Linked DNA regions of Mus musculus: region 1 is linked to region 2. Evidence: chromatin contacts called from public promoter capture Hi-C data. All regions are on one chromosome and are shown on one strand. Each heading gives the region's core, a stretch centred on a gene start, on an enhancer-like site or on the middle of the called end of the contact. The rest is flanking DNA. Distances are from core to core; before and after follow the strand shown.

The links. Capture Hi-C pulls out chosen DNA fragments and counts their contacts.
Region 1: a promoter capture Hi-C map of pancreatic islet shows a contact between it and region 2. The contact joins two enhancer-like sites. A contact is called at or near these places in 2 of 9 other capture datasets (adipose tissue and pancreatic islet).

Annotation. Positions count from the first base shown.
Region 1 is chr2:164,052,740-164,055,483 of GRCm38.p6, reverse strand. It overlaps Tomm34 (translocase of outer mitochondrial membrane 34), which reads left to right. Exons shown (of 7, transcript NM_001291155.1): 6 at 657-783; 7 at 977-1,944. The coding sequence ends at 1,081. Among named protein-coding and RNA genes, the nearest start is that of Tomm34, 17 kb to the left of the region's middle. Within about 2 kb of position 1,438, at least 30 of the 459 cell types and tissues checked have an H3K27ac peak or open chromatin away from gene starts, as enhancers often do. A contact at or near this core is called in pancreatic islet, where this site is marked.
Region 2 is chr2:163,410,735-163,413,434 of GRCm38.p6, reverse strand. It overlaps Oser1 (oxidative stress responsive serine rich 1), which reads left to right. Exons shown (of 4, transcript NM_025699.2): 3 at 1,925-2,038. Among named protein-coding and RNA genes, the nearest start is that of Oser1, 7.4 kb to the left of the region's middle. Within about 2 kb of position 1,429, at least 66 of the 459 cell types and tissues checked have an H3K27ac peak or open chromatin away from gene starts, as enhancers often do. A contact at or near this core is called in pancreatic islet, where this site is marked.

The sequences.
Region 1 (2,744 bases), core at 189-2,688, 640 kb before region 2:
ACCTTGAACCCTCATCCCTCCACCCTCTGGATTCTCCTATCCCGTGCTCAGCATAGGCTCCGTCTTGTTGTTGCTGTGCTCCAGAGTGATTGCTTCCATCTTCACACTCTACCCCGAGATGCCAGCAGTGTTAACTAGTAGTTAATACGCATGCATTTGCTTTTTTCCGTCTGTTGAGGGAAGGTTTTGGGAAAGTTTTCTTTGCTTAGAGAACCTGATGCAGAATGATGAGTGGTGGTATTGTGCAGGGTCAGGCTCTAGGTGTGTGCAGACTGGCACAGAGACAACTGTGGAAAGTTTCTCATAGCCTTTGCATCTGCGGGAAAAGGTAGGGAACTGGAGAAATGGCTCGTCAGTTAACAGGACTGGCTGCTCCAGGGAACTGGTTCCAGTTCTCAGTACTACAGGGTGGCTCAGAGCCACCTCCACCTCCAGAGGTTCCAACACCTGTCCTCCACGGGCACCAGAACATGCGCACAAACATAAAGTGTCAAGAGGTGGGGAGAACTGAGACGATTGAAGGTAGAGCTACAGCACTGAGCAGGTGTTTAGCAAACCAGGTCATTCCCCAGCTGCCTCAGGCTTGCTGTGTGTGGGGGAGGGTTGGGGGGGAGTCCACAAGTGACTGAACTTCTGCGATGGCCTTTCTGCATCAGAGCGCTCTGTCACCTGGTCCTGAAGCAGTACAAGGAGGCAGTAAAGGACTGCACAGAAGCCCTCAAGCTGGATGGGAAGAATGTAAAGGCGTTTTACAGACGGGCTCAAGCCTACAAGGCACTCAAGGTAAAGATTCCCCCGCAGACACCCAGGCCTAGCTAGAGCTTTCTGCGGGTGCTGACTCCAGTGTTCCTTCTCCCAAGCCCTGGAAAAGCTCCATGATCTTGCATCAGCAGCTGTCATCTGTCTGTCCATCCATTCCCCACCCCCGTTTTTGTGTCCTCTAGGTCCCCTCCCCAACTCTCTTTCTCTTTTATAGGACTATAAGTCAAGCCTTTCGGATATCAGCAGCCTCCTACAAATTGAACCCAGGAATGGCCCTGCACAGAAGTTACGGCAGGAAGTTAACCAGAACATGAACTAAACCGTAGAGGGCAACAGGGACCCTGAACTTGACCTTCCCAGAGAAGCCAGGGCCTCCCTTGCATCTGCCCCAATGCCCAGCATGCCGCCAAGGGAGTGCAAAATCAACCCCACTTTGACTCCTTGGAGAGGTAGCAGCCTTTCACCTGACACATTTTACTTGTTCAGATTAAGTCCATTACAGACAAGCACAGGACTCTTTTTTTTTTTCTTCTTTTTTTTTTCCAGAAAGGTCCCCACTAGAGGTTTTTGTTTTGTTTTATTTTTAATTTAAAAAAGCGTGACGCCAACAGCCCTGGCCTCATTCGCTTGCTTCTGCCTGGCCCTTGTCAACACAGTCCTTGGCAACTGTCCCTGACCCAGATATGCACAGACTGGGTGCCTGTGACTTCCTCTGCCGCCATAGCTCTGCAGTTCACCTGAGTGCTGACAGGCTAGAAGTGCTTGCTCGTCCGCAGCCACAGCGGCCTGTTGAGCTGGTTCTCCAAGGCTGCCTGCCATCTCCTCGAGGAGACAGCTGCTGTCTGCACCCTGTCCTTGACACAGTGTCCTGTGTTGAGCCCCAGTGCCTTTAGTCCAGGCCCTTTGTGGGAAGGCAGAGCCTAACCCTTGGAGGCTCTGTGTTGTTGCCTTCTGTCTGAGCTACCTACGATGTTCAAAGAGCCCAGATTCCTCCTGCAATGGGGAGAGAGGCCTCCTTGAGATTAGTGTCCCTCCAGTCTGAGCAGGAACTTAACCTTTTCCCCCATAGCAGCAGCCCCTCGGGCTCCTTTGTTTTGTTTTGTTTTGTTAATATGTTGGAGTTAATTGAACTGATTTTATTGAAGTGTGTGTTGCTGTTGCATTAAAAGGTTTTCTTCTATACAGCTGGCTCTGACGCATTTGTTTATGCCTTCTCGGGTTTGCTCCTGCAACTTGGTCATGGTAACAACTGACTATAACACACAAGACAGGAAGCAAAGGCAAGCTAAATCTTATACATACTTTCTTGTACTACTGATTTTCAACCCTGTAAAAGAAGTGTTAAAATTTTAAATATTTCCTGAATAAGATTTGGGATGATCAAAAAAAAAAAAAAAAAAAAAAAAAGCCGGGCATGGTGGTGCACACCTTTAATCCCAGCACTTGGGAGGCAGAGGCAGGCGGATTTCTGAGTTCGAGGCCAGCCTGGTCTACAAAGTGAGTTCTAGGACAGCCAGGGCTATACAGAGAAACCCTGTCTCGGAAAAAAAAAAAAAAAAAAAAAAAGATATGGAATGATCTATGAAAGAAAAAGCTACTGGTTCTTAGACATTGATCTATTTATTAAATGAACTTTTAGAACAACCCAAGCATTGCGTATAGTCCAAGGGAAGTGGGATGACTATATCCAGTCCCTGCTCTCTGAAAAATGGCCCTGTGAAGACAAGAAGTTGATCAGATAGTTAAGGGTAAAGCGGCTGCTTTAGGCATAATGAAGGGATAATTAGCAGCCAGGTGTCTTGTCTGCCTCCATGAAGTTTGCACAATAGAAGGGTGAAAGTCCCCTGGAAAGGGGAGTTTGAACTGAATTCAGAAGAGACTCCTAAGAGTTGGGGGTGTAGCTCAGTGGTAGAGCATTTGCCTAGCATACACAAAGCCCTGGGTTCAAGCCCTGGCACCACAAAAAGTAAAGGCAAAAGCTG
Region 2 (2,700 bases), core at 180-2,679:
ACTTGGAGAATCTCTGCAGTGACTGTTTCTGTTTCCTACTGTTGTCATACACCCTGACGAAGGGGACTGCCGAGGACTGACTCATTACGCTTTACTAGGAGTTTAGCATGATCCTGTTAAACAGGTTTTGATTTTCAGTGGTATTTGTCTTATCAGAACAAATGTCTTTGTATTATAAATCAATAAACCTTTTAATTTGACTATAAAATATTTTAGGAAAAATAAAAGGCTAAGAATAAGAAGAGTCACAATTTACTTTTTTCTTTTTTTTTTTTTTTTTTTTTTTTTTTTGTTGTTGTTGTTTTTCGAGACAAGGTTCTCTGTGTAGCCCTGGCTGTCCTGGAACTCACTCTGTAGACCAGATTTAGAGATCTGCCTGCCCCTGCCTCCCAAGTGCTGGGATTAAAGGTGTGTGCCACCATGCCCGGCTTTGATGTTTTTCTGAGGTATGGACAAGGTCTTTCGGTTTAGCCAGGCTGATTCCAGGCTTGTGATCCTCCTCAGCCTCCTGAGTGCTGGGATTGAGGGTATAGTGTTTTAGATCATGCTGTGCACTGGCATTTACCATAGTGTCTCTTACGATAATTCAAACGTACTCTCATGTCATTAAAAGTTCTTTGTGCTTATACTTTTAGGACAGGGTCTTACTAGGTAGCCCAGGCTGGCCTGCACCTTTCTGTAGTATGTAGCCCAGATTGGACTTAACTTACTGCAGTCCTTCTGCCACTCTTCTAGAATTACAATCAGGCACTACCATGTTTGGATGTGTGTGCGCGTGGGCTTGCGTGCGAGTGTGTGTGTGTGTGTGTGTGTGTGTTTGTAGACAAGACAACTTGGACTGCTATTCCATGGGTGCTATCCATCTGTTTTTTGTTTGTTTTTTAAAGACAAACTGTCTCACTAGCCTGGAGCTTGCCAAGTAGGCTAGGTTGGCCAACCAGTGAGTCCCTGGATCCTATCTTTCCCCCAACCAGCTCTGTGATTATAAGCACACACAACTACACTTGGCTTTTTAATTTTAATTTTGGGGTTCAAACTCAGATTCTTGTGTTATATATATTTTGAAAGGACTTCTATCAAAATGCTAAGGTTGATAGTCTTGATACAGATGGTTCTCATTTACATTTTTAAGAAAATGTTCTTAGCTGGGAACCCATATTCCTTTTGTACACTTTTAGAGTAAAGCTGTAACAGAGTAACAGCAGTTCAGATTTGCTAGTTGTAAGAATAGGAACATCTTTCTCAAAGTTGTAAAATACTCAGAAACGCCATTCTTTGCTAGTTGAATTGACTCTTAACGATAGGCTCCTAAACTTAGTTCCTATGTCTGTGGTTTCGTAGGTGAAAGAACATCGGTGTCATTAGCATTCTCTCTGAACATAGAAGGCTTGATCTGCCCCAGATAAACAGACTGAAGCTCTATTTATAGCTCACTGCTGGTTGCACTGCTGGTTGCTCTGGCTTATGATCTTGCAATCAAAGGTTTTTAGGGATCTTTCCAGTTTGGTTTTGGAGGAAATTTCACATTAAAAGCTTAATTTTTCTATTTGTTTTCTTATTTATTGACTGATTAGTTTTTGAGATAGGATTTCCCTGTGTAACTGTTTCCCCTACCCAGCTTTGATTACAAGCATTTACCATAGTGTCTCTTATAATAATCCAAACATGTGGTTTCTCTGTTTTCCTGGAACTTGCCTTGTAGATCAGGGTGGCCTTGAATTCACAGATCCACCTGCCTCTGCCTCTGCCTCCTGAGTGCTGGGATTAAAGATGTGTGCCACCATGCCCAGATCAAAGCTAAATTTTGAGAAGTGTAAACTAGAAAGAAAAGGTGTCATTCAAAGTTGTATTGGGGTTAGTGAGGGTGGAAAGTTGTCCTCGTGATGTAGCTTTTCATCATAGTAAACTTTGTTCTTGTCCTCAGGTCCATCATATCTCTGTCTGTTGGAGAAGGCCCAAGTGTCAGAGCATCAGCCAGAACAGCAGCCGATGATACCAAACCGAAAACCATGTGTGCATCTAAAGACAGTTGGCATGGGTAAGAGTGCCCCCCTTCCCTTTAATTATGATTATTTATTTGGGGTGTGGTACCTTCCAGGGAGTGTGTATGGAAATCAAAGGACAACTTTTGAGACTTAGTTCTCCACCGCATATGTTTCAGGGATCAAACTCTGGTTGTCAGGCTTAGCATAAGGACTTTTTTTTTTTGGTATATGCATGTGCCTGTGCAGTGTTGGAATCCCTGGAACTGGATTTACAAGGAAGATGTGAGCCATTTGGGTTCTCTGTAAGAAAAGCAAATGCTCTTAACCACAGAGCCAGCTCAGGCCCCACTCCTTAAAGACTTTCGTCTTGTTTGTCTCATTTATTTTCTGATGTGAAGAGATGCCATGGTCAAGGCAGCTGATAGAAGAACGAGTTTTGGGCCTCACAGTTTCAGAGGTTGGAGTCCTTACCCATCGTGGCAGGGAGCGTAGTAAGTAGGCCGGCAGGTGGACATAGTTCTGGAGTGGTAGCTGAGAGCTCACTTCTGGATACACAGCTGTGAGGAAGAGAGACAGTGGCAGTGGTGTGGACTTTTGAAACCTTAGAGCCCTCCTCCAGTGACACACCTCTGACAAGATCATACCTTGTAATCATTTCAGACAGTTCCACCAACAGGGGGCCAAGTATTCAAACATAGGAGCCTATGGGGGCCAT